5 separate regions of the Mus musculus genome follow, and regions 1, 2, 3 and 5 are each linked to region 4. The links are chromatin contacts, called in public Hi-C and HiChIP or PLAC-seq maps. All regions are on one chromosome and are shown on one strand. The core of a region is the stretch at or near the end of the contact, and the rest is flanking DNA. Distances in the headings are between cores, read along the strand shown. Region 1 has its middle 58 kb from the start of Dclk3. Region 2 has its middle 81 kb from the start of 4930545L08Rik. Region 3 has its middle 21 kb from the start of 4930545L08Rik. Region 4 holds the start of Stac (src homology three (SH3) and cysteine rich domain). Region 5 holds the start of 4930545L08Rik (RIKEN cDNA 4930545L08 gene).

Evidence for each region. A called contact is a pair of places that touch in the nucleus more often than the background predicts. HiChIP or PLAC-seq counts read pairs in DNA pulled down with a chosen protein or histone mark.
Region 1: a contact with region 4 is called in a Hi-C map of the N1E-115 cell line, with 2.5 times the contacts expected there. The contact joins the enhancer-like site here to the promoter of Stac in region 4. A contact is called at or near these places in 4 of 39 promoter capture datasets (cranial neural crest, frontonasal cranial neural crest, hippocampal neurons and 1 more), 1 of 15 datasets of contacts at CTCF or cohesin (embryonic stem cells), 16 of 484 Hi-C or Micro-C datasets (the N1E-115 cell line, bone marrow-derived macrophages, cerebellar granule neurons and 8 more), 5 of 115 datasets of contacts at active chromatin or transcription factors (astrocytes, embryonic stem cells, forebrain and 2 more) and 2 of 9 other capture datasets (embryonic stem cells and liver).
Region 2: a contact with region 4 is called in a Hi-C map of cortical neurons, with 1.8 times the contacts expected there. The contact joins the enhancer-like site here to the promoter of Stac in region 4. A contact is called at or near these places in 12 of 39 promoter capture datasets (cranial neural crest, embryonic stem cells, frontonasal cranial neural crest and 6 more), 2 of 484 Hi-C or Micro-C datasets (both in cortical neurons), 2 of 115 datasets of contacts at active chromatin or transcription factors (embryonic limb bud and stem cell-derived neural progenitor cells) and 2 of 9 other capture datasets (adipose tissue and pancreatic islet).
Region 3: a contact with region 4 is called in a Hi-C map of cortical neurons, with 2.5 times the contacts expected there. The contact joins the enhancer-like site here to the promoter of Stac in region 4. A contact is called at or near these places in 8 of 39 promoter capture datasets (cranial neural crest, frontonasal cranial neural crest, hippocampal neurons and 4 more), 3 of 484 Hi-C or Micro-C datasets (cortical neurons and embryonic fibroblasts), 2 of 115 datasets of contacts at active chromatin or transcription factors (forebrain and stem cell-derived neural progenitor cells) and 3 of 9 other capture datasets (adipose tissue, liver and pancreatic islet).
Region 5: an H3K4me3 HiChIP or PLAC-seq map of embryonic limb bud shows a contact between it and region 4, with 5 times the contacts expected there. The contact joins the promoter of 4930545L08Rik here to the promoter of Stac in region 4. A contact is called at or near these places in 14 of 39 promoter capture datasets (the C10 cell line, cranial neural crest, embryonic stem cells and 8 more), 1 of 15 datasets of contacts at CTCF or cohesin (embryonic stem cells), 9 of 484 Hi-C or Micro-C datasets (cerebral cortex, cortical neurons, embryonic fibroblasts and 5 more), 5 of 115 datasets of contacts at active chromatin or transcription factors (astrocytes, embryonic limb bud, embryonic stem cells and 1 more) and 4 of 9 other capture datasets (adipose tissue, embryonic stem cells, liver and 1 more).

Annotation. Positions count from the first base shown.
Region 1 is chr9:111,495,912-111,498,611 of GRCm38.p6, reverse strand. No RefSeq gene overlaps it. Among named protein-coding and RNA genes, the nearest start is that of Dclk3, 58 kb to the right of the region's middle. Within about 2 kb of position 1,346, at least 11 of the 459 cell types and tissues checked have an H3K27ac peak or open chromatin away from gene starts, as enhancers often do. A contact at or near this core is called in the N1E-115 cell line, where this site is marked.
Region 2 is chr9:111,836,837-111,839,536 of GRCm38.p6, reverse strand. No RefSeq gene overlaps it. Among named protein-coding and RNA genes, the nearest start is that of 4930545L08Rik, 81 kb to the left of the region's middle. Within about 2 kb of position 1,301, at least 25 of the 459 cell types and tissues checked have an H3K27ac peak or open chromatin away from gene starts, as enhancers often do. A contact at or near this core is called in cortical neurons, hippocampal neurons and pancreatic islet, where this site is marked.
Region 3 is chr9:111,896,802-111,899,501 of GRCm38.p6, reverse strand. No RefSeq gene overlaps it. Among named protein-coding and RNA genes, the nearest start is that of 4930545L08Rik, 21 kb to the left of the region's middle. Within about 2 kb of position 1,376, at least 3 of the 459 cell types and tissues checked have an H3K27ac peak or open chromatin away from gene starts, as enhancers often do. A contact at or near this core is called in cortical neurons, where this site is marked.
Region 4 is chr9:111,688,904-111,691,603 of GRCm38.p6, reverse strand. It overlaps Stac (src homology three (SH3) and cysteine rich domain), which reads left to right and starts at 1,256. Exons shown (of 11, transcript NM_016853.3): 1 at 1,256-1,606. The coding sequence starts at 1,496.
Region 5 is chr9:111,917,402-111,920,101 of GRCm38.p6, reverse strand. 4930545L08Rik (RIKEN cDNA 4930545L08 gene) reads left to right here and starts at 1,373. Exons shown (of 2, transcript NR_166641.1): 1 at 1,373-1,813.

The sequences.
Region 1 (2,700 bases), core at 97-2,596, 190 kb after region 4:
TGCCATATGCAGGAATAAAAACATATTTTCATCATACAATGATTCGCTAACAATTTTTCAGCATGTGGAAACACAGCTCTAGGGTTGTGATCAATAGAATCGATGTTTTGGATATGTCTAGCTCATTTTAGTTTTCTAATCTTAAAATGTTGGCTGACCCTTAGCTATTTTTAAAGGTTGCAGCGGTACACGGGTCTCTTGTCTGTCAGCAGCTGCTATTAGGGGAAAAAAATGTACAATATGAGCAGTTCAATCTCAAGATCTTATCTCTTCCTTCATGCTGGCCAGTTCTAAGTTAGCCTGATCTAATCTTTTCCCGACCCAAGAATTGGGGCTGTGGGTGAGAGAAAGAGCGAGCAGTGGGGAGGGAAGAAGGGAGAGAGAAGAGATGGAAGAGAAAAGAAAAAAGTACAAGAGGAAAGAAGGAGAGAAAGACTGATGCTCTCGGGTTGATGTCCAAGCCCAACCTTCTTTTTCTATTTATCTATCTCAATTTCTATCTCACGCCCTCTCTCCTTTCCCTCCCTCTCTCAGAGAATAAGCACAAATAAACCCAAAGGACTCAAAGCCCTCAGGTGTGGCAGCCCTCGGGTGTGGCCGTAGCTTACAGCTGACTCCACATCACCCGCCTACCACCCTGCCAAAGAATCCCCAATAGCAAATGCAACCCAAACTTGTGCCCTACTGAACCCAGAAAATGTGTTTCCAAGAAGCAATTTGACAGATCCATCTTAACTTTGAGAACACGTCTCTCTGGCTTGCTCAGTGTCTATGGCAAAGCAGACATTTTTAAAATGCAAATAGCATGCTTGTACTTTTCTGTGAACTTCTGTTCCTAAGCTCCTTCTGCAGCCCCTCTCCAACCTTAATCATCCTTCCAACTGTAAGCCTTTTCTCGTGACAGCCCCTCCTCTGAAGTCCTCTTCACCTCTGACTCCAGCACTGCCCACCCTGGCCCCTGGTCCAGCCACCCTGGCTTTCACCCTGCCCTGGGATGGAATCAGGCTATGCCAGGGCCGAGCGCTGTAGAGGCTTTTTATCACCACAAGCAAGAACATCTTGTTCTGATGATACAGCCCTTATCTGTCAGACAGAAATATCCCGATTTGAGACATTAAACCCAGCAAGGCAGAAAATGAGAAAGATGCTAAGCCAGATTGTCAGAAAAGCATTCATCAGAAACCAATAATAGCTACAGTCCCTAGGGTACAAGGTCAGGAGCATGAGCAGCAAGGCATTGTTGTGCACAAGCAAAACTCTACCCTTCCTGATCCAAGCAATGCTACTTCCAAGGCCAGCCACGGCTCAGCGACTCACACGGGAAAGGTGGCCTGCAGTGCTGTATGCAGCGCCACCTGGTGGCTATTTAGTGAGCTGCCAGGCTGCCCAGCCTGAAGTCTATCAGGAACACTTACCTGTTCACCCTTGCTCATTTGTCAAGATGTCACCGGCCCTGGTAGTAAGGGAAAACTCAAAAAACCCTAGTTTAACTTCAAATAAAGTAATTTACTCAGCTTCTTGGCTAAGGTAGATTAAGTCTGAACTCCGGGGCAATAAAATGCTCACCATGCAAGCATTCAGATCTGAACTCAAGCCAAGAACCCCTTCTAAGGAGCTGCACGTGGTGGTGTGTACTTGTATCTCATCACTGAAGAGGTAAGAGCAGGTGGATCCTGGGGCCCATTAGCTGGCCAGCCTATGGGACCCCGGGTCAATTGAGAGGCCTTGTCTCAAATGACAAAGTAGACAGGACCTGAGGCTATCCTCTGGCTCCACACTCACCTGTACACACACACACACACACACACACACACACACACACACAGAGGCACACACAAACACACACACACACTTCAGATTCTTATTAGGATGTCCACAGAGATTCTTTACTTAGTTAAGGATAGGGCACTAGTATCTCCAGCTAGCGGTGTTCACAATAGCCATGATAATGTACAATCCTAACCAGGGTAATCCTGGCAGACAAGACAGGCACACTGTTCTGGAAAGTGCTCTGGAGTCTGCTTTAGTGTAGTCTACTTTGCCCACTTCAGAGCAGGCAAAGCAGGTCAGTAGGCTCTGCAGACCCACAGCTGGGAGGCTCGTTGTAAGCCTCTAGCTTTCTCTGCTCCCGGTTGCCTTTGTCTCCTTGGGTTCCTATAGGAGCTCTTTGGGTTCCTTGGCCTTTAGGATGTTTGGCAAAAAAAAAGATGAAGAACCAACTTGGGGGTCAAAGTTTGTCCTTTTCCTGCCTTAGCAATGAGGAGATACTGATGTCCCAGAGCTGGGGGAGGGGCTGCTGAGCGACAGTGCCAGGCAGAGTCACTGCTCTCAGGAGCATCTCTAAGGCTCTCAGGCATCAGGCAGTGAGACATGTGGAGGTCCTAAGACCTTAGGTAGTAACAGGGCAAAAAGAGCTAGGGACCCAGGAACCCAAATGCCAGGGCACCTGGCCTCACCAGATCCTGAGGTGCCCTAAGGGTGGACAATGGGGCAGTCTCAGCAGCTACCTATCCCTGGAAACAGAATGATCCCGGGTTCGTATAAAATAGAGACTGAGAACTACTTTTCACTCTTAAAAGAACAAATACAGAACATAGTCCAAAGGCTCAACAGTAGCCCGGCCTCCTGCCTGGAATGAGTGTGGATGACCCAATACTCCAGTGGGGTACACACCAATTACTCCAATACTGAGGTGGCTGA
Region 2 (2,700 bases), core at 52-2,551, 150 kb before region 4:
ATGCATAGTAGTTGGCGGTGTTATGAAAACTCTCCAGAAAGAGTGAATTACTACTTGCTGAAGTCCTCAGAGTTAGGAAGGAGGAGGATAATAATTCTTACAATACAATTGGTTAATCCTATCCAAGATTTGTTGGCTTATTGCTTTTATTGCTAGTAGGCAACTACCTACCTCTCCATCTTGTATTTTAAATCAATGATCATTAGTTTACCCCAATATGGAAATATAGCTATTTGAGCTGCACTAATCTAGGCAATCCCCCTGCTTCTGCTGCACCAGTCAGCTCTAGTGACTGTAACAATCTGGTATTTCAGCCTGATCAGGTGTGATCTCAACTCACCCGCTATGGGCATCTTTCTGCACATGGTTTTTTTTTTTTTTTTTTTTTTTTTTTTTTTTTTTTTTTTTTTTGGTTGGTTGGTTGGTTGGTTGGTTAGTTGGTTGGGTTGGGTTGGGTTGGGTTGGGTTGGGTTTTTTGTTTCTTTGGGCTTTTTTGGTGTTTTTTGTTTTGATCCTCAAAGAGATCAACCAGAGCTGCACACAACACCTGGGCTCTCCAAAGTAAAGACCATATGTTCCAAGGCTTTGGGGGCTCATCTCTCTAAGCCCCTGATATTGTATTACCTGTTTCACTGGCCAAAATAAATGACAAGAGCAACCTAGATTCCACAAAATAGGAAGTGCACTCAAGTTCTTGGTTTCCCAGTAGCCCTGCCTTTATGCTCAATTTGTACTTTATTACAATTGGCAAACACATTAGTAAAAATAGAGTGATTCCAAGTAGTTCTCCCAGGGCCACGACTTTGAGCCTCTTGGCTGCTTCTATGTTGATGCTTTTATGGTGCTGTGTGCACAGCTGAGAGGCAGAGAATCTGTTAAATTTCACATGCTATTTGCTCCCTTGGCTGGAAGCTGTTCAGGACTGTGGGAACTGCACAAGTGTATTTGATAGTCCTAACTCCATTTGATTCTGCTTTTGTTCACTGGCTTGGAAAATGTCTCCAATATTTTACTTCAAAGTAAGTAATTTGCGAAAATTATATTGGAAATATTTGGCTGAGGCTGGCATACGGGTATCCTACACATTGTTAGCTCCCTTTTCTAAATTTAAGTTCCCTTCAGTGAAAATGTATTCAGTAAGCCCACAGCAGGTAGGTTCTGTCTGCTCATCTGCACACAGTCAACACTGATCCTGATTCAACCAGGCTTTAATTTAGCAATCTGTCCAGAAGCCTGCTGCCGTCCCACTCTTACTCCACAGCAGAGCCAAAAAAGCTCTACTGAGTGTAATTTAGACACTGAAAATGACTGCACAGCAAGCATTTGCAAAGCTGCAGTGTCACCGTTTACAGAGGGGCAGAGTACTCCACGTTAAGACCAGCACTGTGTTTATAACGATCTCAGAGTCTGTGCCCATAAAATGCCAAGACAAACAGCTGCTCTCAAATCTCATTCCCACTTTCCAAAAGGACACACACCAAGGTCACCACAGGCAAGTTAGCTTCCTTCTCTATTCTGTGCATGGATAGGAAGCACACAGTGCCTGAGGTCCAAACCTTGCCTCTCCCTCCTTTCTCTGTCTCCAGCTGTGAGCTGCTGCATCCCCAGAAATAGGTCATAGGTGTGCACAGGTGCAGATCTCATCTGGCTTTGAGCTACTGGGCAAGCTCCAGGATGACAAGTGCCCATGGCCAGCAGAGCTCATTCACAGCCATGATGGTGTGCTTAAATACTTCTTGTGTGGATTCACAGAAGGTGAAAACAGTATTGTTGATCTAGGATTTGCTTATTGACATAAAAGCGTAGCTTTCTGGATGCAGCCAGAGCAGAATTTCTATTTTAAGCAGCAAAAGCTGCTTTATGGCCAACCTTGGGGAAAAAGAATCCAAACACTCTGAAAGGTGCTGAAGCTGATATTTTTCACTCCACATTCAGAATCTAACCTTCCCAATCCCCCAATGCCATGAGCAGGTCCGTGTGTAACGGTGCACGTAGTGTGTCCACGTGTGTATATGTTTGTATTCATATAACTTATAGGGAAATGTTTACTACACGAAGCATGCTCACTTTGGCCTTGTCCTTTAAGATGCCCCGTGTGGCCACCATCAGCCTGTGTGAGATGTTAGACTTCGGTAGATTGCATGACTCATGAGGAAGGAACAGAAATGTGTTCCTTGTAATTCTGGAAGCTAGACAGTGCAAAATCAGGGTACCAGCAGATTTGGCTCCTGACAAAGGCTGTTTGTTACAGATGAACATCCAATCACAAATGTGGGGAAAGAGATAAGCAAGCTGTGTGTGGTCTCTTCTATAACGGACTCTAATTTCATTCTTACAAGTTCTACTCTCATGGTCTCAGAGCCTCCCACAGGCCCTGCCCTTTGCTTTAATCTTGACAGTGGGGATTTTGGCTTTGACTCTTTGTGGGGAGGAATAGGAAATTCTCCAGCATGGCAGACACCTTCTGTATCATCGCATGTAAATATCCCCATTCCTTCTAGCTATGAGAGTGACTCATTGTTTACATGTCTGTTTCAAAAATTAGTTTCTAAGGGTGAGCACTTTCATTGTCTCCAGTTAATGACACTATTAGGAGCCTAAGCAGACTAAGGAAGCCTCATGTCCTAGATTTTCAGGCAGCCTCACTTTCATTCTGTCTTTGCTAGTGACCCAGGGCAAGGTTCCCCACGTCTGCTGTCT
Region 3 (2,700 bases), core at 127-2,626, 210 kb before region 4:
TTTTCTTTCTCCGTCGTAGAGTTTGCATGTGATAGTTTACTAAACCTTCCTCTTTGGCCAATTATTGCTAAGCATACTTTCTTATCTACTGACTATTTTCTAGTTATAACTTCTAGAAGATATGTCTACCCAATAGAAGCTATAATGTAATTAATGGTGCCATGTGACTGCTGATTCTACTAAATGTACTCTTAATTATGCAAGGAGCTAACAGGAGGGTTTGCTGGGTGGGTGATGTATGGGAATGCTCTCCTGTTCTCGAAGTCTAAAATTATCTCAGAGTAACTTTTTAAAGTGCAATACATCAAACCCAATAGAAGTTCGCCATACATGATTAATGTCCATCCCAAACTGATAAAAATGGACTGACCCAAAGAAGACAGCAGGTGCTCATTAGACGTGTGAATTTTATTAATAATTAAATTCCATATGCAGAAACCAGGCCCACACAGTCCAAATGTGACTTTCTAGAAAGTTCCACGATAGGAAAGCAAATATCTGAGACCAGAAACCTTTTTTTCTGTCTTCCTAAGAAATGTGGAGCCTTAAAGCTACAGCTCCTGCATTTTCTTCTTTGTTTAATTGGCCCCTCTGCCCTTTATTCACAATATCAAGTAAAATTAAGTGGGGAGTATTATGAACAACAGGGGCTTTTTTCGTCACGACACTTATACTCAAGCATTTCTAGTATAAAAATATCTTACCAATCCTCCAGGTAAAGCATCAAGTTGCTACCTAATAATTTTCAAGTGTGGAGGAAAGGCTGCCTATTCTGTGACAGACACACAGCCTACCCCCTGTATTTCCTGTGCCTTCATTTCTTCAGACTGTTGTCTCTACCAGAGTTCAGAACTAAGTAGACTACATTAGTAATTGTTTGCCCATGTAAAATCTGTCTACCAATTTAGATTCTGCGTGATGGATTTAGACTCCAGATGCCAGGCTTTCTCTCCCACCCCACCCATCACGTATCTAATAGGAAGGTATTCCCTGTAGCTACTCACCTTCCACAGCCGTGCCCTGGGCCGCTTTGACCTACACAGTGTCAAGTACATCAGAGGTATCTGAAAGGCAGAGTGGAAGTCTGATGTGCACACAAAAATAGTCAGAATAGAATCACAATAGGATGGCTGCCTTTCTTCCTTCCCCAAAGTTGCCATTTCAGGTTTCAAGTGTCAACTGTGACTCCATTGTACTCTGGGAACTCGGAGGTCTCTGTGGCCCCACAGAAGAAGTACTTATCTGTTCCAGGGGTCTCTGGGAGACCTGGGTAGAGCCTGCCTCTTCTTGCTGAGAGCCCTGTTTCAGCCTGAAGGGGCCGGCTCATCCCTCCTAATCAGCAGGAGTGACTGTCAAGAGTCTGAGGGTACCAAATGATGAAGCAAGTCAGGAGAGACTAATCATGAAGGACTCACCCTGTGCCTGGCGGGTGCTATTTATAGACACCCCACCAGACAGGAATATATTAACATCATTCATCCAAATCTACCCTGTGATTCTCAGTCTTGATAGTGGCAAGTTCTTCTGTCACTGCTTCCATAATATTCTGGAATATTCGCTGCTTTATTTATTTCAGTTAAAATAGTGTCTCTTTCAGGAGAAGTGTTTTCTCACCTTCTTCCTGCTCCCTTAAAATCTCGATCTGGATTTCCATAGCAAGACATGGAGGAGGATAAAAACATAAGCAACACACCAGATGCTTTTGTGAAGTGGGTGGGTTTTCTTGCTTTTCTATGCTACCATGCAAATTGCTGCCATAACAATAGAGCAACGGAGTCCACTAAACAGACAAGAGATGGAGTCTTAAAGATCTTCAGACAGCAAAGAGAATGTGTATATGAGTGTGTGCGTGTGTGTATGGTCGTGTCAAGTGGTGGAAAATATGTATGTGTGTGTGTGTGTGTGTGTGTGTGTGTGGAGAGTGAGAGAGAGAGAGAGAGAGAGAGAGAGAGAGAGAGAGAGAGAAGAGAGCTATATAGCATATATATGCTCTCTCTCTCTGTCTCTCTCTCCAACCCTCTCTCCCTCCATCCCTTTATCCACCCCCATGTGTAATATGAAAGTTGAATTAAAATATGGTGTTTACAAATGTGTATCTGCACACCTGTGTGCATGCATACACAAGATTTTGTGAAGGAGAGAAATCAATCTCCTATTTCATTTCTTAAGAGCTATCCATCTTAATTTATTTTTTGAAGCAGGCTCTCTTACTGGGACTTGAGGCTTTCCACTTAGGCTAGACTGGCTGGGCAGTGAGCCTCAGGGACTTCCATTTCCCTCCTACCCCCAAGCCCTGGAGAATACAACTGCATTTGACTTTTTACTTCAGTGTTGGGAAGCAAACTCAGGTCCTCTTGGTTATGTGGTGAGCACTTTGCTAACTAAGCCATCTCCCATCTCTTATATTTTTAACTATTTGTCAGAACGAAATAAATTTTCCTAAGCAAAGACCTGCATCCTCTACTTACCTGCCCCTTTCTGGATACCAAACTGTGTGTTGACATATGTGTGCTTATATATTTTTTCTATCTGTATTAAATCATCAAGACTGTGATACTCCCAATTCAAGTTCAAAACATAAAAATTATTTAGCAGTTAAGAGAAATTGAAGAAGACCAGAGTTAAGTGCCTAATGCCCAAGTGTAGGGAGAGAAGAGGGATTTCAATCTCCTGTAATCCCAGCATCAGGGGATCTGCTGC
Region 4 (2,700 bases), core at 7-2,506:
ATTATGTTTCATGGAGGAACACCTGGGGCCTTCCAGGCTTACTGGTGAGGTTGGTCTAAGTCACAGGGGTGAGGGGTGGGGGTGGGTAACAGGGTTTGTTTGATTTTAGGGTTGTTTTTGCTCATATCTTTTTTCTTTTGTTTTATCTTTTAAGACAGGTTGTTACTATGTAGTCCAGGTTAATCTAGAACTCATCACTTAGCCCAGGCTGATCTAGAACTCATTACTTAGCCCAGTCTGGCCTAGAACCCTCAATTATATTCTTACATGAGCCTCCTGGGTAATGTTTGTGATTTTGGAGATGAGCTGGAGGAGAGTAGATAGAAATAAGGATTTATATGTGCACATGAAAATATCACAAATGACCCAGTTACTCTACATGTTAATCCCAAATGACAAAATAAATTTAGTTTTCTAGACATAAAAATAAGGAGGGAGTCTAGTATTCATGTACGAAAGGCTTTTTATAAATGTAGAAGTATTCCCTCTGGCTACATACTCTGTTGTGTCTAAAAACTAAACCGGATCCTTCTATGCCTTGGTCCAGTGATGCTCTGTCTCCTGCCAATCTCCATGCCAAGAGATTGAGTAAAGCGGTCCAGTTCACCGGTCTAAGCAGGTTCTAAAATGCAAGCCCAGCCCTGAAGCCCAACTTCTTTCAGCCTCTAAGCCTGGCTTAGCTTTGAGGCACCCCAGTCCAAATGGCATGGATTTGAAAAGCTCTGCCATTTATAGCTGAGTGGCTTTAAGCAACCCTTTTCAAACCTAGGTTTCCTCGTCTATAAATGGAAGTGACCATGCCTAACCCATAGTGAGCCTGTGAGGCTCAGTAGGAGAAATTGGGGACCAGGTGTCCATACACCAAGTGTATTATCTGCCTGATTTAGATCAAAGCAGAACATTGGAAATTGCAGTGCCCATGGGTCAGAGGACGCCCACACTAGTTCCTGCTGTCACTGAACTATAAATTAAGCTAAGTACCACCACATCTCTCTTCATGCTCAGGGCCGCCAGGGATGAAGGGTTCGCTGAAGGTGGCCCATAGCACTTGTTTGTACTCTCTTTTCTGTTCCTTGGGGGTTTGCTGAGCGGTTTCCTTAGAACATCACTAGACCCAGCGCGGGCGCTCAGCGCGGATCTCCCACACTGTCGGAGTGGGCGCGGCCCCCTCCCGCCCTGGGTTCCCCGCACGACCACGCAGCCCCGCCCCAAGCCGCCGCCTCCCGTCCTCGGAGGGGCCAGCCCGGGCCCACCCGCCCGCTGCGGTGGGCGGCAGTCACGACTAGAGGCGCGCGATCTCCAGTGAGGTGGCTGCGGGCGCTGCGCGGGGCGGGGCGGAGGCCGGGGAGGTGGGCAGGACCTGGTCAGGCGAGGCCCCAGGGCACACGCCGCCGCCTGGCGCGATGGACATCCCGGGGACCCGGCGGCACTGAGCGATCAAGCACGAGCCTGCGGTTCCCCCAGAAGCCCAACACAGTTCCCGCGGCCGGCCACGATGATTCCTCCAAGTGGCGCCCGCGAGGACAGCGGAGACGGACTGACCGGGGAGGCAACGGGCACAGAGCAGCCGCCCTCTCCTGCGTCCACCAGCAGCCTGGAATCCAAGGTACAGCGCGCCTACACTGGGGAAACACAGAGTCCCTTTCCCTCTGACACCTTTCCTCTGGGGTCCGGGTGCCAGAAGAGATGGGACTCATCCCTAGAGAACTGGGATCCACTGGACCCGTTGCTTCTCATGCTGAGACAGCTGCGCGGACCCAAACCTTTGCAGAGCTTCTGCCTTAGGAGCCCAAGCACTTTACCCTAACCCTGGTGCCCAGATGGCTTCCTTAAGTGGGAGAAGGAGTTTGGATGATGCATGCCCTGAACATACTCGTGCCCACAGCCAGAGTGGGTATGGGTAGCTCCTGGGGGCAGAAAGACCGACACAGCCTAAGGGTACTCTTTTGCATAGCTTTAGCACCCAGCCCACAAAGTGTACCTCATCCTGGGGCTCAGGGATCCTTCACTTACCAGGGTGCCTCCCTAGCTTAAGATACCAAGAGTTTAAAGAAATATATTAAACGAACATAAGTAACTGGTCTGCAAGAAAGTTAGCATTCCCCTTGTAAAAGTTGCTACTCTGTAGAACTTAACACTTGTCTTTTTAAGAGTCACACTAACACATATACACAAACGCAACCCCGCAGCACGTCTCCTGTCACATTTATACTTCCTTTGAAGCTGGCGTGGGTGCCAGGCACATGTTTGGAAAAGTTGGAAGAGAACCAAGCAAAGCGTGGCTGCTTAACAGCACAGAGCCAAATGGCAACCGTGCCAGGAGAGTAAAATTCATAAGATGGAGTTGCTGTTAGCTTCGTAGATTCCTTTACGTGCAAGGCTCCTGGATGTGCAGAGGTCTCTATGGGTACCCGGGGCATTGCAGGGATGTCAGCGCTCCCAATACCACAAAGGGATCCATGTTTAGGGGGCCATCAGCTCAAGGAAAAGTGAGACCCTGTGGTTACACCGTACAGACTTGGACGGCATCGTAGCTCAAGAGGCGCTGGCGTAGGGCAGAATGCTGGCACTGTATGCTTTCGGTGTCAATAGTTAACCACCAGAGACGGTGGTGGTCTAAGACCTAAAGCTTTGGCCCCTCCAATTTAACTCTTGGCTATCTCATCTGGGCACTAGTGGCAACTTCTCTGACATCCAATT
Region 5 (2,700 bases), core at 124-2,623, 230 kb before region 4:
AGAGTGGTAATTCAACTCAAGATACCAGCATGATTGTGAAATGAAGCTATCTTCTCTGTTGGATATTTCACACGAATTGTGCTTTAAACTTGAACTCTTGTTAGTCACACACTCAGATGCAATTCTCTCAGGCTACCCAACAAAATTCTATGCCATCATCTTAAGGAGTGATGATAACAATACAGTAGCGTGCCCACTGCTTCTGTCAACTGGGGATTCCGAAGGCTAAATCACCTTTACAAATTATTCCTTTTAATTATACTATTCTAAAAATGTAGTCTTATTAATGGGCGTTCTTATGGTCACAATACATGACATGCCTCCAAGGTCAGATACGGTTTTGGCCACCAAAGTACATACCTTTCTTACCTGTGAAATAACTGGAATCTAGGGGGGAATTTTAGCACCTTGAGGCCACTTCTGCAGTTGCTGTAAAGCACTAAAACTAAGCCCAGCTCTTCAGATTTCCAGTGCAGCGCATTTTGACTCACATTACAGGGTGCCTTGTATAATTATAGCTGCAAAGGTGGTGTGTGAGTAAAGACTGCTGAGAAAGCCAGGGATCAGAAGAAAATAAGACACACACCCCCCCCCCCCCACACACACACACATTGGGTTGTTGTCAAGAATGCTTACCCCAGGCTGGAGAGATGGATCAGCCATTAAAGGCTAGGCTCACAACCAAAAATATAAGAAGGGTTTCCCTCCAATCAATCACATTAAAGAGATGTGTGTGGTACTAGAGACCCCACCTTCTGTATTTAGTGGGTCTTCTAAACCTACGCCTCTTTCATTTCCCCCTCCTCTAGCCTCCCTTTGCAAACAGAAGTGGAGCACAGTGTGTGGGGGTGGCAAGGGGGGGTCCATGGGGCTGAAACCAATGCTGGAGAATTTTACAGTCAAGCTGACTGAATGGGTTCCCTGTATGAGCCAGGGACGAAGCTGTTTGCTAATTTGAGAGTGTTCAATATCGATGCTATTCCAACTCGTTTATCTTATAAAGCCGGGAGAATGGCTTTTAGATGCTTTTCCTGGGGCACAGAATTGAATTCTCTAACTGACCTTGTAAAATTGTCTCAAAAAAAAAAAAAAAAAAAAAAAAGAAGAAGAAGAAGCTGGCCAGTTTTTCTTTTCCTCTCCTTTACTGTGGGTTAAACATGCAGAAACTGTGTTTCATTTGAGGTTTTTCTCTCGGTTATCATCACCCTCCACAATGCAAATGCGTTTGCATTTGGGCAAAATGACCCAAAAGAACCAAGACTATCTTGAGGAAAGCTATGTCCAAGTGGCGGAAGCTCTGGAACACACAGCACACAAGGCACAACGAGCGACAGCAGGTGGCGCTCTCCACCAGCTCCAGCGCCGGCGCCTCAAGCACAGCTCAGCATCCTGCACTGGACCAGATGAAAACAGGGTCCTGATGTATGGGATGTCTATGGTAGGAAGTTCCAAGCAGGGGAGGGTTGGTACTTACAGACTTGCATCGCGAGTTTGAAACGTTAAAAATATTGAGACGGAAGCTCTGAGTTCCTGAACTGGAGATTCCAGGATGAACTTGGGCGACTCACTAAGAAGCAACTATGGGGCAGGCCACCCACCATGCCCTGCACTTGCAGGTGTGTGTACACATGCCTGTGAAGGCACACCCATGGAAATGGAAAGTGCTGACTTTCTCTGCTACTCACAGTTAACAGCCTCACTTGGAATTTCTGTCTGCGCAGCTTCCATTCAAACTCTTCTAACTGCCTGTGGGCTTGCAGAGGCTCCAGGATACCCACCCACTCTTGCCTGTTCCCTGGCTCTTCTCTTTCAGGTAAATAACCGCCATTTTGTTTCTCCGTCTTGTTCCAGGTGGGTGCTTGTCTTCCATTTTCCCTTTTTATTCTTTTTAACCAATAGAAAACTGTTTTAATTTAATTTAACTTTATTTATTTTCTTTGCCCTAGGGTTTAACCACAGGGAGACTAATGAGTTCTTACAATCTACCAACCCCCAACAAAAAGTGTTTTATTGGTTAACTCCCTTACAATGTTATAGAGGGAAATGAATTTTAGGCATTACTCTTTGTGTCAAAAATATTAAGAAATATATAGCATAGAGTTGTTGGTTGGTACTTTTTTTTTCTGAATTGTGTGTATGGGAGGGGGGTATCTCTGTGAACAACCTAGCCTTGAACTCATTAAATGGATGAGACTGGCTTTGAACTCCTAATCATCTCAATTTTGTCTCCTGAATGCTAAGACTGAAGACTTGCACCACCACACGGACTAATTGGGTTCTTATTGGGTTCTTGTTTTGTTTCATTTCTTCTTCTTCTTCTTCTTCTTTTTCTTCTTTTTATTTTTTTTTTTTATTTTTTTTTTTTTTGGTTGGTTTGTTTGGTTTGGCTTGGTTTGGATCGGTTTTTGCATTTCTTCCACATACATAGAATTACCCTCTCCAGCAAAACACCTTACATCAAACATGAGGTACCTCGAGCATTAGGGACTCCCAGTAGACAACTGGAGTCTCAGGAATGACCTTCACTTGCTCATTTCAAAATTATGTCTCTGATTTCTCTCAGATTCTTAAAAATATATCCCCTGTGGACAGATGACTCCATCTCTAGCGGTGCTCATGGAAGCTCACCTGCCTGCCTTTGAGTTTGTGAAATAGGATGCTACTTTCTTTCCTTTAGAGACCAAACACGAAGCCCTCTTC